Regions from separate parts of the Gadus morhua genome. Here region 2 is linked to region 1. The links are chromatin contacts, called in public Hi-C maps. All regions are on one chromosome and are shown on one strand. Each heading gives the region's core, a stretch centred on a gene start, on an enhancer-like site or on the middle of the called end of the contact. The rest is flanking DNA. Distances are from core to core; before and after follow the strand shown.

The links. Hi-C and Micro-C count contacts between places; a contact is called where the count stands out from the background.
Region 2: a Hi-C map of blood shows a contact between it and region 1, with 4 times the contacts expected there. The contact joins the promoter of LOC115532067 here to the promoter of LOC115532098 in region 1. A contact is called at or near these places in 2 of 6 Hi-C or Micro-C datasets (blood and heart).

The regions. Positions count from the first base shown.
Region 1 is chr19:6,110,479-6,115,867 of gadMor3.0, forward strand. LOC115532098 (coxsackievirus and adenovirus receptor homolog) reads right to left here and starts at 2,521. Exons shown (of 8, transcript XM_030341619.1): 1 at 2,451-2,521; 2 at 2,011-2,063; 3 at 271-440. The coding sequence starts at 2,494. All of the region lies in intron 2 of LOC115532100 (a long non-coding RNA gene), which reads left to right.
Region 2 is chr19:6,388,952-6,394,340 of gadMor3.0, forward strand. It overlaps LOC115532067, which reads right to left and starts at 2,403. Exons shown (of 21, transcript XM_030341547.1): 1 at 2,322-2,403. LOC115532068 (transmembrane protein 230) reads right to left here. Exons shown (of 4, transcript XM_030341548.1): 3 at 4,325-4,447; 4 at 2,728-3,921. The coding sequence ends at 3,781.

The DNA.
Region 1 (5,389 bases), core at 1,271-3,770:
TGACTGATTAGCACAATAGTGACAGAATCAACATGCAATGGTAGAACATTTAGTAGCTTAACATTGTATTAAGTGTTAAGCTAATAAAGTCGATACAAGCCATTTATAGTGCCCCACAATCTAGTGGAGCAAAAATACTATAAGCAAGAGTACGGAGAATCTCAAAGAATCAGAATAGCCTTTTTTAAATGATGCTTAGTGGTAGGGTAGTAACATTAGATGGCATATCCCAGTTCTTTCTAAATGACCCAACAAGGTCTTAATCCCTACCATTTGGTCTTTCATGGTGGTATCGGGGCTGACCAGGGACCACTCTATGTCCAGGTCTCCGCGGTCGGAGGCGCCCCATTCGTAGGTACATCCTAGAGTCACGCGGTCGCCCACGGCCCTCCTTATGGTCTGGGGGCCCTCGGAGGTCAGCGACAGAGCCCTGCATAAACCTGCACATTCATAGAGACGCATTACACCATGGGGGAGGTATCTTTTAAGCCCTAGTAGGAACCATTGAATAATTTGTGCAGGGCAAGGATGGTGTAGCGGTTAGGCTGTTTGACTACCAGGCTAAATGGTTAAAACGGAAATGTCCGCAGCTAATCTGTAGGTATCCTTGAGCAAAATGCTCGAACACCCTGCTCCTTAATGATACAGTAAAATATTTTCTCATGACCATGTCAAAAAGTGAAATACAGCTGAGCAATTTCTCTAGGTATAATGAGACCAATCAAATGTCTATTTTTGTCATTTATATGTTGGTATCACAGCCATTTCACTCGTCCCTTGCTGTGACCAACTTATGTGCTGTGACATACAGATTGAAAAATACTCCACTTCTATTCTTTCCTGAATGCAAATAGGAGCTGGGCCTTTATACTCGTTGCAAGGTCCATACGATTATGCCGATAAGGGTTATGGAAATACGCATTCTATGGAATTGCGTATTTTTCCGCCTATTCTTTGTTATTTGCTTTTAGTAGTTAAAAAACACCTGCATTTTTTTAGAAGCTTTGAGGCTACCTTCAATAGATTTAGAAAAATAAGATGCCTCAAAGACACCATCAAACATTGATTACAATGAGGGTGTATATGGTTTCACTGCTTTGCCGATGCAAGTATAACCGGAATAGTGCAGTTTATTCAAAAAAGTGATATTTCTTATTTGTGTGCAGTTATGTTCTTAAAGTGTTTAAATCACAAAGGCGCTGGTAAAAGTTTTGTTGACACTTTTTTGTTTACCTTGAACAAATACGACAAACAAATATCAAGACCACCCTATCCTCGATCACGTCGCAATTTGACAAAATCCTCAAAGAAATGTAAGCTTGCCCATCCACACAGACTGGTGTTTTCAGTTGTCATTGGTGGCCATTTGTAAACAAGCTCATTAAAGTATAAATTATCAAACCAACCAATTTTTGACAATAATTAGCTCTGAAACATTGCCCTGAATCAAGCACCAGGCGTAGGTGTGAAAGGGACCTGTTGTTGCTATGAACCTAGCATGTTTCATGTAGCTTGGTTAACTTCCCGCTGATGAAGGGCAGCTTGGCAGAGTGGCTTGGTGGTTGAAATTGTGTGGTTTCATTGGTGCGGATGTTTGAGTTCAGAGGGAACAGCTAAATAGGTGCACACGCACTGTTATACAAGAGTTCCCCTCGATCGAGCATTAGGCATGTTTAAGTACATGACAAAATGTTTTTGTTTTTTCAAAGGCAACCAATGTGATGACCATTCTCACTGAGACGATTTCATTCGTCTAGTCCGTACACAGTGATCATAAATTGGCTCATAGTCTATCTTTCGCTACACTAGAGGGTCGGCATCCCTCTTGGGAGCCAGCTCAGTGCCTTATCTGATTGGACGAGCATGTGTGCGCCATAGCAACACAAAAGGCGAGTTCCTACCTAGCAGTACAGAGCTTCATTTTGGCTTGAGAAGAATGGAAAAGGCGTTCTGTTGCCTGCAGATTGTCAAGCTGTGGGTCGGGCGGGTGTGCGTGTTTGTGTGTCTCACCTGTGCTAAGAAAGGCTGTGTATATCACGCGGAACAGATATATTCCACTGTAACTGAAACATGACAGAAAATGTACATTGAAGAACACTGTATCCAGAGGGCAGAGGTCATACAGAGTATGAACTATAAAGTAATATAATGTATAGATATATATTTATGTGTACTTATTACTATGCTGCCCCCTGCCATTTCACGCTTTGAACACCTTGCACTTTGCCCTAATGTTGCTTTACTTTTGATGTGCAAATGTAAATAGTAAATATACAAATAAGATTTCTGATTTTAATTCTGAATCTTAGCGTCACAGAGATGGCGATAAGGAAATAATAAACACTTATGTTCAGTCTTACTTTACCAATACAGCATAGTTAACAGCAATATCAACATGCAATTGCAGATTACTATACTTAAAACAGTGTAAAGGCTTTTTGTTTAGTTACCTCGATGGAAGTCTAGCCATTGGGCGCGTATGACCGACTTTCATTGTAGTCGGTAGTCTTTCCGCTTCATACTGAGAGTCTGGCACTAACTCCCCCATCATTAGCATAACGCCATGCCATTGGCAGAGAGCCACACCTGTTTTTCTTGTTGGGTTTGGTGTCACCTTGCAGTATTGCTTAGTGCTTTAACACAGCATGAATAGTACTGATTATGTTCTCACCATCTCTACTGGTAAATGAAAATACAAAATTGCACATATAGTACAGCAATACAATTATACATATCAGATAATAATAATAAACTATAAAAAGATTATTAGAATAAAACGTATACAATTTATTGTTAATTTATAGTAATTTAATGTAAATACATATTCAGTACAAAAATACGGTTGTAAGTAACACAAACTACTATTTTCTTAAATACAAAAAAACACATTGTACTTGAATAAGGATTTTCTTGTTTCTTGTTGAGGAAGACTATGATGGTTGGCAGCATAAATAATTATGCTGCCAACCATCAAACAACAAGAACCAAATTAAATAAAACTCAATAATGAAGCAAAGTGTGTGTGTGTTATTGAGTTATAAACTTAAATTGTGCAAAAAATAACTAACCAACGAGTTTAAACCGAATTAAATAAAGGAAGTGCAAGGGTATGTATTTATACGGTATATGTAATCAGACACCGATCTGAACACCTTCAACATGTAACGAGTGTCAGGTTTCCCCATGTCCCCAGACCAGGAAACCAGGAACCAGTTATTCAGGAGGCAATACCCGGGGAGAGTGGCGTGCTGCACACAACTTTAAAGCATTAGGCTGCTTTGTTAAGTGCACATGATAATGGTTATCTTTGTTTATGCATTTGAGATGTAAATCAGCCATGGTTTGGTTAAACTCCCAGTGTTTAAACACTCATGCTCATGGACTTAGCGACTCAGGCAGTTAAAATACTGAGTGAAGAAAGTAGCTGCATTATAGGCAGTTTGTGCATTCTGAATTCTGAATGCAGAGCGACATTTGAATAATTCTGGGAGGGGGTGTTTTTCAACTGATTGGAACGCAGCCTGAGCATTTACCTCTGAATCAAAATGAAATGCTTAGTTCCCAGTTGTAAGAAATTACATAGAATGAGACTGTCAACAACACACATTCAATCTTTAAGCCAGTCCATTGCAACCGGTGGGTCAAAGAAACACAAAGTCCTCAGTTCTATCCAAAATTCACCATTGTGCTCAAGGACATTCAGCAATTCTAACTCTTCGCTTCTCACTCTGTCTCTGAGTCTGTGAGCATTTGCGGTTGTGTTCAAACACAGAATGCTTATCCAGCATTCAAATCTGTTAACAAAACACCCCCTCCTTTTTACACTCGCACCAACATTGAAATGTTTCTCTGCATTCAGAATTCAGACTGCCAATAAATGAGCACACAGAGTGGTGAGGAGACACAGAACCCCAGCATGTGGTTTTCTTTATTTTTGGGCACTATTACATGACAGTTTCTATGCACTTACTTAACAAAAGCTGCAAAACACTTGTTTCGAATTGAATGGATGTCTATTGATCGCTAGCTGCCCAATGTCTGAACTTGTCTACACACGAGAAGGGGTGAGATGTAAAAAGAGCATGTGGGGGTCCAACCTGAGGTCTCAACAAACCAATCAAATCCTTTCAGCAAACAGCTCTGGCTATTCCTACTGAGACCCAAAGGATGCAGTGGAGTGGCTGGGCGGGTCATTAATGGTGCATGTGGAATAAGCAGAAGCAAAAAAATAAAGTGTCATGGAGGAATAACAAATGCAACTAGTAGGTGGTGGGTTAGTGGATAGATGAATTTGGTGTTCGACACCAAAACGTAAGCTTCTGGTTCGGTCTTCATTGTCCGCAGCCTTAATCTGTACACATCCTTGAGCATTGATTTATTTCAGTCACAGTGATAAAAAGGTACTATAGACTACTAGGTTGCCGATCGTACAAGACAAATTAACACGTTTAAAATGAACAAATGTTTTTTGTTAGCTATTGCGCTTCTCCATTGACCTGCATGGGTCAGTGTTGCCTGTAGGGCTGGTTAATTTAAACGCCAATTATTATCATGGTAAAACAAGTCTGTGTTCCTTTTCTAAACATCACTTAGTATTGATATCAGGAGTATTCATTATTTCACTTAAATAGTGTTTGTTTAAAAAAATATAGCATGAATCAGGAATGGGCCTGGGCTCGGCGCATTTCTAATTTTCCTTTGATGTGTTGGAGTTACGTTGTTCTTCAGTCCTGTAAAGATAAGGACGAATGCATTCATAACCTTGCTCTATTCCATTATATGGATCTGTTCTCTTGTATTGTGTGGTTCTCTCCCATTCTTAGCATTTTCTTGTAGTCATGGTGATAATCTAAGAGTGTGTGTGTGTATATATATGTGTGTGGGTGTGTGTGTGCCACTGTGCCCACCCTTGAGTACTACTACAATTTCATAACGGCTGTATTCACAACTGTGTGAACTCAACTCCGACGTGAACCCAAAATGACCACCCTTTGTTTCCAATCAAACGTATCCTTTTAACTCCACTGGGGCTCAAAAAGCCCGGCTTCGTCACTGCAGAGTTACACTGCCGAACTTAAAACCAAAAGTGTTTATTTTTTGGCTCCAGTTTTGAATCTGCGCCAAATCACGGTCATCACAGAGCAGGGCGCACGGTTGCACCCGGTCGGGCATTTACAGATCAACTCTTGCTCTCTCCTCGTCGCTCCCCTCCTCTCTTCTCTGTGCCTCGCTTTGTTTCTCCCTTTCTCTGCTCTCCCCCCCCTCTTTTCTCCCTTCTTCTTCCCTCTTCTGCTTTTCTCCTCATCTCTTCCCTTCTCTTTTTCCCTCCTCCCCCAGCACTCCTGTACTCCCCTTCCTCATTTCTTCCCTTCGCTCTTCTCCTTTTAAC
Region 2 (5,389 bases), core at 1,153-3,652, 280 kb after region 1:
TTTTTTTTTTGTGGCTGTTAGAAAGGACACTGTTGGGAGTCCAGTGAGCTGTCAAAGCACTGGAGTGTATCAGAGCTGATGAGAGAGAGAGAGAGAGAGAGAGAGAGAGAGAGAGAGAGAGAGAGAGAGAGAGAGAGAGAGAGAGAGAGAGAGAGAGAGAGAGAGAGAGAGAGAGAGAGAGAGAGAGAGAGAGAGAGAGAGAGAGAGAGAGAGAGAGAGAGAGAGTTGGGGAGGGAGAGACAGAGGAGTGGAGGAGATAGGGAGAGAGAGAATGGTGGAGATATAGAGTAGGGGAGGAAGAGACAGAGAGAGTGGGGGGAGAGAGAGAGAGTTTGTATTTTTAAGTTGATTTTACAAACTCTTATTAATAGATTTGAATGCAATATTTCAATGTTAAACACAGCTTTTTACACATGTACTTCATTCTTCAACATCATTAATTGTACGTACAGTATTATGAAACATATGTTTCCCTTGCCAATAAAGGCCCATTGAATTGAACTTGTTTTAACTTAATTTAAAGAGAATACTAGAGAAAGTAGGAGAGAGGCAAAGTATGACAGAGAGACACAGAAAGAAGAGAGAGGTGGAAAGACTGAGTGACTGAGAGACACGGAGAGTAAAGGAAAGGTATAAAGAAAGTAGTGAGGGAGAGTGGGAGAGAGATGCAGCAGCAAAAAGGGTAGACAGGTGAAAAATACATAACAGAGTAAGAACAAGAGATGAAACTATGAGAGGAGACAGGCGTATCTGGAAGGGAAAAATAACCAGGAAGGGAAAAATAACACATTGTTAAAGCCCCGGGTAGAATTTATGTTTTCTCTTTCAATCAAACTCAACTCTCACTCAAATAGGTTCCACAAACACACACTACAATTGATTCAGCCCAGCCATGGTAACACACGGTCCCTAGACAGATCCCCCTGCCTGAGACTCACACACAATAACATGCAGTGGCACTAGCTTTAAGTGATCATGTAATAACAGCAGAGGCTATGATACACTGCTAAGTAACACAAGAGACTGTTCTCGCCGTAAATATGAAATAGAAACATGCCAACATACGGTTTCAGGTCTGCTGGAGGGGAATTCAGAGGGAATTTAGTGCTACCAGGTAACTCAACTATTCACAAACCACTGCTGCCCTTGCCAAATCCTTTACACTTGTGTTTTAAAGCTTCAGTTTCCCAATCTTTGTATTTTTATTTGGCTGCTTTCATTAAATACAAATGGTACTCGAGTATGGCGAGACCATTGAGGTGTTTTTAAATAGTCCTTAATTAAAAAGATTTCTTACTGGGGGAAATTTTACGATGTCCTTGGATTAAATTCTGTTTAATATGTAATTTAAAATGGAATTAGGCCAGGGACTTAAAACAATGTATTGCAGGCCACATTCAAATTTTTTTAATCTAACTCAGTAAAACATAGAATATTGATCATCTCAGAAAACAAGTTGATCAAAGCAAGCAAGAAATGCTCCAAAAATCAGGAAAGATATCATCCTCCACAGGGGAATTGATTGTGTTTTCTACTCCGCTTTTTACTGATCCAACGCTAATTAGACATCGAACAGTCTATGTCATCGCACAGATCCTATCTGCCACCAGTAAACAAGATTAAAAAAATCGCCAGTGTAAATTCAAAATCGATACAGGATAGGTATTTCCACCTGTAAGAACAGGTACGCCTGACATTTACTTCAAGAAAGATGCATGCAAGTGAAAAAATACATTCAGAAACACATTTCAAAGGAAATAGTCAGGAAAAAACGTACAGGACACCTGTAGGCCTACTAATATCCAGTGACTCAAACCCTAGCCCGTAAAACGAGGGGCTAATTCTTAGCACATTTAATTCAATGCGGCTCTCCACAACAGTATCGATTAAGAGCGCCCAGTAGAACCATGCAGCTTCGTGCATGGCCTTCCTTACCCACTGGCGGTCTAATTAAATGGTGGAGAGGGGTTTTAAATAGCCTGCAGTACGAGAATTTCATTATAAAGTCTATGACTACTTGAAACTAATTCAAACTGAAGGGTAGGCTTTGTGTCTTCGGTTGAAATTTTATCGTTCAAAACTCTGGGAACTTCAATTTAACGTCCTTAGTACTCGGCGGTTACAACGCATCCCTTCTACACGTCCTTCCTACTTCTATTACACACCCGTCTCTCAATAATAAATACACCGAGGACGCTTAGATCTTAGTATATCTGTGTTAGAGCAACTTCCACGCCAAACTTTTTTCAAAAACAATCAACAGGTAATAGCCCAGCCCTTACATATTAAATAAATAAAATAGTTTCCAGTGAGTGACTTACTTGCTTTGCGCTCCGCTGGGTGACTTACTTTGCGCTTTGCTCCATCGCTCACCACCTCCGCCCCCATCCACATCCACCCCCAATCCTGCTCGACCAATCAGGAGTCGCCTTTCCCCCTCAACTCAGTTGGACTTCGAACACATACAAACCCTTCTTGTATTGGGGAGTTGTGTTACCTTTGACTGATAACAGGTTCAACGTATTTAGTCCTTGCACTCTAACCAGCATCACTTCCCACATTGAAGGGAGATTTATTTTTGCATGCGGCATAATTCATGGTCGTAGGTTGGCATAAAAGTTCCCTGACATAGAAATGTGTTTTTGTCCTTGTAACCGCAAGAGGGCCTCCTTAATCTCAATAAAATCTATTGGGGGAAAAAATCCTCTTGTAAAGGAAACGACTCACTGAACTTTCAAATATCTATTTAATTCAAAAGAAATTGGTGTTCTTCGAAAAGTACAAATATTCTGAGGAATATATTACTCAGTCAGTCAAATCTTGTATAACAATTCAAATACAATCATTGCATCAAAGTATTTCTTCAAGCTTTTTCTACAAGCATACTCAACCTCTATTGTATACCAACACTATTGTATGCCTAATAAACACTTCAAATACATAAGATGTTGCGGATCTAAATCCCTGAGGATGGGATATCCGTGGCCTAAGTAGCATCAAGCACATCGTAGCAGTGCATGGTACCATGCAATGCACACTAAAGCCAATATTGCCCTTTTGGGTCAGAGAGCAGCTGATGGTAAACTGCTGTAGGCACGTCGGGTCTCTACCAAGCGTTGCAAACTAAGTGAAGTCTGGGATCTCCAAGATGTGAAGATGATGTGTAGTACAAATTAAAAGATATGCAAACTTGGTCAACTTGTCTGTCATAGCATTAAAGACACGGGCAGGCTGTCAGTTGCCGTTGTTATTGTTAAACCTTTGGAGAGGTGTACGCAATATAAAGCAAAGGCCTCTGTGGACTAGGTACCTACACCCTATGCGTCTATGCAGTAGTATCATTTGGCCATCATATAATATAATATATATTTATATATATATATAGTGCATAACTGAAGCTACCATTTACATCAAATATTTAAATAACAACAGCGAGACTCCCGTGAGTCTGGAATACAGCATTGGTTTTGACGGCCTGAGGGTGGAGGTCAGTTCAAGCCTTGCTACATAATCTGCAACATCTGTAAACTGCACACACGTCACAAAATAACTAGCAGTCTACCAGAGAAACTCCAACGCACCGCACGGTAAGGCGGTACGACACACCAACCAGGGTTTCCTATAGCAAAAGGCTGCCTTGAAACAGAGTAGTCCGAAACAGCCGTATGTGAAATGATCAAGTCAAAGAGGCGCCAAGCCGCGCGGTGCATAGGTTTGGCCAGAGGATTAGCATTAGCATTAGCATGGCATCAGGACATCTACACGACGCTAACACTGCTCTCAATCCCCAAAGTCAGGGATGTCGTCGTAGGAGTAACCACGGTAGCCCTTGGACGCGTAGTAGGCGATCCTCAGGTGGTAGAACCCGGGCAGGAACACCAGCACCCCTATGATGAGGACGGGAATGGTACGGTCCGGATGCTGAAAAGGGGAGGCGGAAGATTGGGGTTTATGTATTGTGATGTTCAGAAAAAAATTGAATATATAATAAGCCGATTTTTATTATTTTATCTTTTGGTCTTCTGTATGTTGATAGAAATGAGTGTCTATGTCACCCCACAAAATAATGGTATTGAAACACTTGCCAAAGAGGAATACTATGCGACTAAGTAGCCTAAAATGGCTCATCCTCTTCTATTTCTATTGATATCGTAGTGGACTGAATCAGGCTGTGATCGACTCTAATGCTAGAACAAGATTTTTGATGGAGAAAGCATTATTGAAACTTATAACTAAGTAAAGATTTCCATTTCCTACTCCAGTGCCTGGTTCTCATGTAATCATTTGAAATGAATGTGTAAGAGGCAAGAGTGTTTACTCCTACCTCAACCTTTATGTATTTTGCAAGCAGAAGGGACCCGATGATGATCAACAAGGCCCCTACTACGAAGAGAAAGGTTGCAAGTGCGATCGCCTTGTAGGGAACTTTAGGAGGGCTCCTCTTGAACTGAACACAAGACACAGAAAGCAATTCAACTTTAGCCATCTACCAAATAACGAAATATTTAAGTTATTTAATATATTTAAAAACACTCCCGTAAGCATATGCATACGTGTTTGAGAAGTCGAAATCATGCAACCAAATCACAAATCAAATCAGCATTTATTATTCTGGTCCGTCCTTAAAGTCATAGTTTGTATTGAATGTCATATCAATTGTCATGATCGATCCAGTAAACAAACTCTCCCTCCATGTCTGACTCGGATTGGAAGTGTTCAACTCATGGCTCAACTACACCATCTGTTGGAGTGTTGGAGCAGTGAATGTGGAGGTGTCACGTCATCAACAAACAAAGATGGAGCGACTTTGAAGGATTAGTTCTGGTTGATTTAGCTTTATTATTCCCACTTGCCCTATTTCCAACACATTTTAATCCAGAGCTATTAGCAGCGTTTCCCAGAATTCAGAAGTGACGCACCAATACATTTTGAGCCAAAAGTAAGTAATATTGCCGAATGGATAGGTATTGAGTCATCTCTGTAAAGAGCAGTGGTTGTTGATTTTATTTTGGTCACATGACCATTTATAGATATAAAAAAAATAGAATTTCAGTACCCAGTGAATCGCCACACTTCAAAGGCTGTTCATATAAAGGACTTTTGAAACCTTAAAACCTTAAAGTGGAAAGGAAGCAATCAAATAAAACATGTCTATAGCACTAGTTAAATATTTAAATATACCATAAATACAAATAAAGTCGGAAATATGTCCCGTTATTCAGAATGAAGCACAAACACGTTGCATTAATTACAATGTTTTCAGCCTGTGCGCCGCCATCTCTGTTTTCAGAATACGATGACGTCACGAGAATGGTTGGTATTAACATTCTATGTTGTTTACATAGCGGCTCATAGCCTCACAGGTAGCTTACTGCCTCAACAAAATGGA